Regions from separate parts of the Zea mays genome. Here regions 2 and 3 are each linked to region 1. A link is a contact called in public Hi-C data. All regions are on one chromosome and are shown on one strand. The core of a region is the stretch at or near the end of the contact, and the rest is flanking DNA. Distances in the headings are between cores, read along the strand shown. Region 1 holds the start of LOC100193342 (Transmembrane 9 superfamily member 9). Region 2 holds the start of LOC100284672 (ATPUP5). Region 3 holds the start of LOC100283937.

The links. A called contact is a pair of places that touch in the nucleus more often than the background predicts.
Region 2: a Hi-C map of leaf shows a contact between it and region 1, with 6 times the contacts expected there. The contact joins the promoter of LOC100284672 here to the promoter of LOC100193342 in region 1. A contact is called at or near these places in 7 of 25 Hi-C or Micro-C datasets (bundle sheath, ear, endosperm and 3 more) and 2 of 3 datasets of contacts at active chromatin or transcription factors (leaf and seedling).
Region 3: a Hi-C map of tassel shows a contact between it and region 1, with 8 times the contacts expected there. The contact joins the promoter of LOC100283937 here to the promoter of LOC100193342 in region 1. A contact is called at or near these places in 6 of 25 Hi-C or Micro-C datasets (bundle sheath, ear, endosperm and 2 more).

What each region holds. Positions count from the first base shown.
Region 1 is chr2:204,932,876-204,935,981 of Zm-B73-REFERENCE-NAM-5.0, reverse strand. It overlaps LOC100193342 (Transmembrane 9 superfamily member 9), which reads right to left and starts at 1,668. Exons shown (of 7, transcript NM_001358712.1): 1 at 1,490-1,668; 2 at 264-428; 3 at 56-165. The coding sequence starts at 1,603.
Region 2 is chr2:204,757,832-204,760,975 of Zm-B73-REFERENCE-NAM-5.0, reverse strand. LOC100284672 (ATPUP5) reads left to right here and starts at 1,641. Exons shown (of 2, transcript NM_001157567.1): 1 at 1,641-1,803. The coding sequence starts at 1,749.
Region 3 is chr2:204,732,595-204,735,324 of Zm-B73-REFERENCE-NAM-5.0, reverse strand. LOC100283937 reads left to right here and starts at 1,359. Exons shown (of 4, transcript NM_001370564.1): 1 at 1,359-1,620; 2 at 1,706-2,052; 3 at 2,138-2,317. The coding sequence starts at 1,420. The coding sequence ends at 2,297. It overlaps LOC103647649 (a long non-coding RNA gene), which reads left to right. Exons shown (of 2, transcript XR_562947.3): 1 at 1-121; 2 at 378-610.

The DNA.
Region 1 (3,106 bases), core at 419-2,918:
AAATTACTGTGTCAACTGAAGTACAATGCTACCCACATACGCTCATAGTCCTTACATGTTCACTCGGTATTCTTCCTCTATCTTTTCCTTCAGCTCCTTGGCTTCTTTCTCAGTGATCTTTGCTTTGCAGACAATCTGACACATCTTGGGCTCTCGCATTTTGAACTATACCCCAAATAACAATCAGAAAGAAAAAAATTACGCCACACACTTACCCGAGGACGAAACCTCAATTAATCTGTTATGTTATATATGGTACTAACCACATAAGGAGAGTTCTCAATGCGATCGCCACGAAGAACCTCCCCGAGATTTTCGGCACTGTCAACTATGGCATCTGGCTTGCAGAATGGAAGGGAGTAATATGTATACGGGAGTTGAGTCTTGATAGATGTCAACTTATTCACCTTCACTGGAAGCGGACCACCCTGTGGGCCAATTAGAAGTGCAAAAAAATGCAATCATATCAGTACTCACAAAATGACACTGCTTTCTTATAGGAGATTAACACAGCGAATGTCATTCCTTTGCCATGAGTGGTCCCCTACAAAATACCTTATTACATGATTTAGCACCTCACTTAGGAGAGTTGATACCAAATTAAACTATTGTGTAAAGTCCGTCTGGCACAGCTTCAGCACCTCCATAAGGCTATCCGCGCTGCTGTTACTCTATATTTTTACTCTAAAAAAATGTTCTAGTGCAATCAGCAAGATTTTTTCCTCTACATCAACTTCTCATGCACCCATATTACTCTATAAATTTCCTCTATATTCAACTATCATATATTTTATTCATTCACTTCCAACTACCATCTATCATTTACCTCTCTCTCTCTCCTTCCGTACAGAAGAGGAGGATAGCGGGCTTCTTGGCGTAAACCTGGAGGTACGCTTCTATACCCTAACCCATAGAGTCCTTCTCTACAGCATTTTCTTACTCTATTTCATACGGCAGAGGTTTGGCGCAAACGGTAGTGGAGTGCGGATAGCCTAAGCTGCCTTGCTACATCATTCTGAGAAGAGAGATAAAGAAGTCTAGGCTTCTACTTAACCTTCGGATCAAGGACCAGGACCATCATCTGGATTCTGGAAGACAGATTCAACGTTATCTTATATAGTGTACAGATACAAAATGACATGTGTTGACTTTTCCACACGAGGCACAATCTCTGATCACATCAAAATCTAGTGGTTATTTTTCAGATGAGGACAAAGATCACAACAGCAAACCATAGAAAGGAAAGGCTGCAAATAAAAGCGCGCGAATTGAGGTGCAACATGTGAATCCCAAGCCCAAACATGGAACCATGCTAGCTGATCCGGATGAACGAATCGGGGACGCTGCACACTGCACACGAAACCCTCGAGCTGGATCTGCGGATACTAGTCCCTGTACCGACCGGCACCCCGTTCAGTAGATCCAGCAGTTACACAACCACTCCAAGGCGCACCGAAATGGGAGGGAAAACCTCAGGTACCCAACAAACCTTGGCGAAGTCGGTCGGGGCGACGCCGGGGAGGTAGAACCCGGCGGCCGGCGCGGCGACGGCGAGCAGGACCGCGAGCGCCGCGGCCCACCGGAGCATCGCCGGCGTCCGCATCGGTGAGGAGGCGGGAGAATCACAGCCCGGGGGTAGGGATAAGCCCCAGAGATCTGCGCGGCGAGGCGGTGGGTGGCGTTATGGCTCGCAGGTTCGGCGTCGCGCGGGAGGTCGGGTGAGTAGTAGAGGGCTAGACCGCTAGAGGCAACGGCGACGCGCGGGCGCGCTGCGAGGCGGAAGTTTCGGTAGTTCGGTGGATCTTCTGGGGTTTTTATCGATAAATTATAAATAAATAAATAGTTTATTGACGCTTAGATCCCTAGTGATACGTTTAATTGCTCGGATGGTGTCGGTTAGTTTGGTCCGAGTTTGACCTCGTTTCTCGTGACACGTGCGAGGGAGGTGGTGCTTGTCTGACGTGACCTGCAGGCCGCAACGGTGGTGTTTGGCATGACCTGATAATTTGATGTTGCAAGTACAGGTTCTCATTCTCTAACGCTTAGAACGATTCGTGTTTTTTTTTTTGCTTTTTGTTAAGATGGTGTTTGTTTTGGAGTCTAGTTGAACTTGAACAGAATGATAACGTTCAGTTTTCTGAAAATGAAATGACTGTGTTTGGAAAATAGAACGGTGGTGTTCGGGTCTGCGAGCAAAAAATGTTCGATAAAGAAAGCGGGTGATTCATATTATCTTTTTTTGAAGGCGCTCTGTTAAGGACTTTTCTAAACCAAACATTATTATTGAAGGTAGAATTGAGCCGCTATGTCATCTCACTCTTTGACCAAACACTATTTTCACTTATAGGTCATGTTCCAAACATCTTGAGCTAATTGGTAGTCAGCTAATAGATTGTTAGCTAGGTTAAATCATCTAACAACTAATTGTTATTTGAGAGGTATAACTAGAGATGACAATGGGTACCCGCGACCCGATACCCGATAGGTATTTACTCCATTAGAGTATATATGTGGGCTAAATATTCTACTCGTGGGTCTGTTATTGGGCAAAAATCTTCACCCAATGGGTAAACGGGTATTAGAACGTTCCGCCTTCACCCATACCCGTTAACCCTTAGGTATAAAATACCCAATATAAACTTAGCCCAAGCATGAACTTAGACTTTAGTCATCCATCTTTTTTACTATTTAACAACCTTTTAGACCATAATGTCATAGAAGCCTTAACGACAATTTAATGACCATGTAATGAAACATGTAATGTGCTATGTAGTACTATCCTAGTGTTACTACTTTATCTAATTATCTTTGGTGTGTTGAATGGATGGTTAAATGATGCTACAAAATTTTGTAATGATATTTATATGGATATACTTGACATTTGTATAGTATAATATTTTGATAGATGTTTAATTTTTGTGGGTACGTTTGACCCGATGGGTGACCCATACCCACATGAGTATGGGTATGGGGGTAAATTCATACCCACCAGTGTATATGGGTGACTCGGTGGGGTTATTTTTGTGTCGTGGGTATGAGTATGGGGTAGTAATACCCGGTGGGTATTTACCCATTGCCGTCTCTAGGTATAACTAATAATTAGTTG
Region 2 (3,144 bases), core at 392-2,891, 170 kb after region 1:
CAGACTCCCATTGATTTGTAAAGCTATCAAGAGCCATCAAGTTATGGAGTGACTTGCGAGACTCGGACTCACTTGAGAAAAGAAAAGAGGAACTCAAGTTTGATCTTTGTCATCACTTGAGTGAGGAAAGGGTTGAGAGAATCCTGGTCCTTAGTGGACTCCTCAACGGAGACGTAGGTTTCTTTGTCGTGTGTTCCTTATTTTTGACTTCCAATTTATTTTCACTTTTCTCCCTGGTCTTATATTTACTTGCACTAAATTTCTATTCCATTGTGTTACCAAGTCCGGTTCCGCATTATGTTTAATAGCAAGCTTGAGCAAGTATGTTTAATAGCAAGCTTGAGCAAGTATTGTGCTTATACTAACCCGAACTTACACATCTTGTTTTAAGCACATAATATCATAACCTTGGATTGAATTTGGATTGTTTTGAGTTAAATTTTAGGTGTCGCCTACTCATCCCCGTATAGGAGACTATTTGACCACCTTGGTGGTGACCACAATTTCTATAACCACGTTTGTGGTTGAAGCCACGTCCCCATGATGAAAAATTCATAGAGGACTAGTAGTTTTCTTGAAGAATTTCGAGGCACATGTAGTAGGCCATCATTTGTGCATATAGACCGCTTAGATTGAGCGGGTTATAGTCAAGGTTAAAGCCTCAGACAGTATATCATCTTCTCATCTTGGACTAACTTTCATGCAATGACAAGCTCATCACCATAGGCCTTCATATTAGAAAAGTACACTGGGTGGACATACTGCCCTTATTAGTGTTCGACAACTACATCCTAATGTTTGACACATGTGAGGGACGTGGCCACAAACTTCCCTTCAAGATTCATCCAAACTAACGATGTTGTGGACAATGTGACAACTTAAGACGACACTTGTTTTTTTCATGTAATTGACGAGAAAGCTGAGCAACTACTGATCTTATGCCAACTAGTGCTCATATGCTGGATTGATAAGAATGTTCTTGAATTTTGCATCAGCGATGTACGTGATTGCCTTTTACGGCACTTGAACAATCGAATCTAGGAACACGTCTAATTACTCCGCTCTAATAACCAAAAGAATTTGTGGTCTCGAGAGGAGAAAGTTCTCTATGGTTAGCTTCTTAAGGGCTAATTTGGTGGTCACCAAACCAGCCCTAAGAAATTAATTGTAAGACCAAGGGACATCGAGGCGAAAAAAGACCATGCCATAAAATGAATATGTATGGAATATCGAAAGTGATTTTGACTACCATGTTTATGTATACATGGACATCGAAGTATGCTCACCATAGAGATCTATGTTATATATACTAGCGACAACAACTAGATGTAAGATATTAAAAATTGATTATAGCAGCTTGAAATACAGTTCAAGAAACTAACAAAAATATATTTATTTTTCTATATATCTTTAAAGACTGCTAATTTAATTGGTGATATATCATAAAAAAAGATCCGTATACGATATAAAAAGATATACACGTATCTATCTGTATAGTCATCAGTAGGTTACTCAGGTTCAGGAGCGCGTGCGTGTAGGCACAAGGGCCCACAACAGGGCCCGCCCGTCTGTGCACGGATATGCGCACGTCCACCAACCATCTCCAATTCTCAACTACAGGTTCTACATGAGAGGCAGAACTGCCTGCGTCGTAGGATTGTGGGACTCCCAGCTGGTGGAGTGGAGCTTCCGAGTGTCCACTCCAATTCTCCAACGCCAGGGTGTTGCAGACTTGCAGGCAGTGGAACATGGACAAGGAAGGCGACGGCCACCACCACCACGCCATCCGAGTCCCATCCCCAGGTCTGATTCTTGACTCGTCTCCTCTCTTCGATTCCTCCCAGGACAAAACCAGTCCGTTCCCTTCTTTTCTAGGGTTGAATTCTCGTATCGCCTCCAACCTTCATCCAGTACAGTTTCGCGCGTACCTGGCTCCCGAAACCAGGGCTCCGCTCTGAGTGATTTGGGAATTCAACTTGATCGTCTCGCTGGTTGCCGTTTCCCCGCAGTTTCTAAGCAACATGCTCAATCAAAAGCCTCAAAGACAGTTGGGTTCTGCAGAATGGGTACATCCAGCAGTTTCTAGGGTGCTTTATTTTTTGTTTCTTCCTTCTTCTTCTTTTTGAGTTGCCTTGGTTGGTACCCTGTAGAACTGGATGCTCTTTTCAGTGGCATGAGAATTGCGATTTGAGTACACACACACTCTTTTCGGAACCTTTTCTTATTTCAATGAAACCCACTAAGCAGACACTGAAACATTTTACGGCAATAGCGTAGAATTGTACTGCTTTTTTTTTAAAAGAAACAAAATTGTACTGTTTTCTCGGTGTCCACTTTAATGCAAAGGCAGAGCACCTGCCAGAAAGAAAAGAAAAGGACCCTGAAACATTCCGCAGAAGAATAATTTGCCATGGCCGTACACGGATGATTGGAATTTGGAAGTGGTTCGGCATTTTTCCCAACGACCAACTTAAATTAATATATTCATGTGACCAATATGATACGTACTATAATGATTTTTAAGTACTAAAATAGTATCGTGAAATTCAATCCCTGTTTCTGAGTAACTGGTCACACCAATCCCATTTTGCCCGTAAGGATTCTATCTCATGTGAACCCCACATATAAATAAGATCCTGCAGCTATATATCTAAAGTTGTAATCTTTTAATAATACAGATCCAAATTCCTCTATTTTATTTTATTATTATATATTAAAGTCCTGCAGCTAGCCGTCACCACGAAGGGCCACGTCATCCTTAAAATAGAAACCGTTCGATTCTTTTGCGGTGGATGCTGTTTTTTTTTTCCTTTTAAAAAGCATGAAAAAAGAGAGGAAAGAGTGCTTTCCAAAAACGTCTCCGCAGCGGTATCAGAAAACTGATGCTTTCAACATCCTTATGTTTAATACCGTTAATGTATTTTGTACGATGTTAGGTATGTCCTTAAAACATATGTAGTCATGAGCAACCCCTTTTCTATGTATATGTATATACATGTGGATATTTTGAGCTACTAAAACAAATAGATTAGTCCAAGACATACTAATGATGATAAACACAATGCTACTAGAAAAATATCGAACTAATATGTTGCTTTGGTCCACTTCTAACATGCTACATACATTATACTATCAGCACACTCA
Region 3 (2,730 bases), core at 110-2,609, 200 kb after region 1:
GTGCACTCGATGATGCTGCCATTACAGAGTCATTAGAACTACACAAAATTAAGAGCCGCCAATGGGCGATTTTCAAAACATCTGCAATAAAGGGAGAGGGGCTCTTCGAAGGTTTGGACTGGTAAGTGGGGTCAAATTTTCATGTCCTAAGCGATGTTTCTGCAAGATATGACAAGTGGATGAATGTCTTTAATAAACCATTTGTATCATCAGTTAAAATAGTTCTTCATACATTATCAAGTAGTGGCTGTACTGTCCGTCGATCAAGATGCAGTTCTATGTATTAATTACAAAAAAAACACGCCTTTTGCATTTACGTGATGAGAGAGCTGGAGACATTATTGGAGGAAGCAACTTATGGTTGGCTATTATTGCAGGCTCAGTAACACGCTCAAATCTAGAAGCAGCTAAGGAGCCTCCGCCTGGTCATGAATCATTTGCTGGAGGCTAAAGAATAGCCGATGCTTGCAAGTCAGCGCGCAAATCCCATTCTCTTTGTTTTAACTCCAGAAGTTCTACACCGCCATCAATTATCTGTAAAGTGCGTGTTAAATTTTTTGGATACTACATTAGATGTACCCCCAGGTTGAGATCAAGAATAGGTCTGTGGCAACTTCAGTGTAAGTATAGGTAAATTATATAAGCTGAACTGACTTCAGTGACAAAACAAAGATAAAAAAAATCTAGGCGAGAAATAAATTTAAGCGGACACACCAACGACATAAACAAAAAAAAAACAAAAAAATGCAAACAATGAGGTTTTAACCCACGACCACATGGTTAGAAACCTTGTGCTCTACCAAGTGGGCTAGATGGGCTTTGTGCTCATGTCTGCAACAAATATTTTAATAACACAACCGAGCTCGGCGCCAAGATCTGTGGCGCCGAGCTCGGTTCCACGTCGACGCCACGCGTCAAGACGCTGCCAACGCAACACGACCTCGGCGCCATAGCCTATGGCGCCGAGCTGTGTTAGCTCGGCGCCATAGCCTATGGCGCCGAGCTGTGTTAGCTCGGCGCCATAGGCTATGGCGCCGAGCAAAGGGTCCAAAACTGCATTTAAAATTTTTTTAGGTCTAAACGTGATTTTACTTCTGTTTAAGGGCTAAAATACAAAAAATTCGGACTCGGGTCCCTCGCTCGGGGATAGTCTCGAGCGAGGCATGACTTAGGGCTCTCGTATCTTGGTAAGATCGGAAGCGTGTTTTGTTTATGAACCCTTTTTACTCAAGCTAGAGATTTTACGATTATGATCTAAATACCCGTAATTATGGTAACCGGCAACGAGCTAAAAGTTAGACGACTTCAGTAGCTTCTGGTGGGCAGAGGTTAAAAAAAAGCCGAAACAAAATCGTCACATCTATCATAGTGAGTTTGAGGACATTGGACCGCACCCTGCAGAGGCCAAGCGTCGAACACATGGCGTGCACCTTCCTCCGCCGCGCGTTCTCCCTCACCGCCGCCGGCACCCACGCGACCCCCCGAGTTGCCGCCGCCTTCGCTTCCACTTCCTCCTCATCCTCCGTCGTCGTGCCTCTGCGCTCCCCACTAGACCACCGTCTTCTCCGCCACCTCCGCTCCGAGATCACCTACCTCGCGGAGCGCCGCCCTCCCCACGTGGTAAGGCGGTATTCCTTCCCTCCGCCTTCCCCGCTGCGCCTCACGTTCTCAGCAAAACCCTCATGGTTTCCTCCTCTTCGTGCAGCCGCCGAGTAGCTTCAAGTCGTTCGCCGTGGAGGACCGCCCGGGGGAGCAGTGGGTGCGCCTCCGCGCCAGCGCGGGAGGGGGAGGCGAGGAGGTGAAGGTCGAGGCCACCATGTTCGACGGCGCTGCGGAGCCTGTCCCGGACGACGCGCCCCTCTTCCGCCGCGTGGAGTCGCTCGAGCGCGGGCCCCGCCTCCACCTCAGCCTCATCGTCGAGGTCGCCCGGGGCGACCGCGTCCTCGGCTTCGTCTGCTCCGCCTGGCCCGACGACCTCGCCGTCCGCCACGTGCTCACGCTCGCAGCTGGCGGTGGCAGCAGTGGTGGTCGTCGTGGTGGGCGCGATTTCGAGTATGGATTACTGTGTGGCGCTGCGAGCTGTGTGTCCCGCAGTTTATTCGTTCGCTTCCTGAGGGCTGTGTGATCCGGTTCGCAGGAAACTGGGGGGCGAGGAGAGGGAAGCGGTGACGAAGTTCTTGAAGGAGAGGGAGGTGGACGCCGAGCTCGCCGGATTCTTGCACGACTACATGGCAAACAAGGAGAAGATGGAGCTGCTCCGGTGGTTGAAGACTGTCGAATCATTCCTTAACAAGTAGGATAAGATCGCACACAGAAGGTAATATGTTGGTGAATATGGGTACGTCCTTGATTATACGTAAATTTAATCCGAGTCCTAGTAGAAATGAGTTCAAGTTAAAGGCCGCACTGTTGGAAAGGGCTCAGAATATAATGTTACATGGTCACAAGCGCTAAACGATGGAGGGGGGAGAATAACAGTCCACCCATTAGATTGGGAATTTCAAATTTTATAGAATTGTAGGTATTCCCATTAGACCCTATGTTGATAGAATTTATACCTACAGCCAGCTCGTGTTCTGTAAATTCAACCTTGCTTTTGGATTTTAACCTCTAGTGTGTGTGGTTTAGTTTCTGAAAGCAAATGGAATATATGTGGTCCAACAATACTGCCAAATGATATACAGCCATTTACCGACGGCCTACCTGTGTAATTTTCGGTAGGTCACTGTT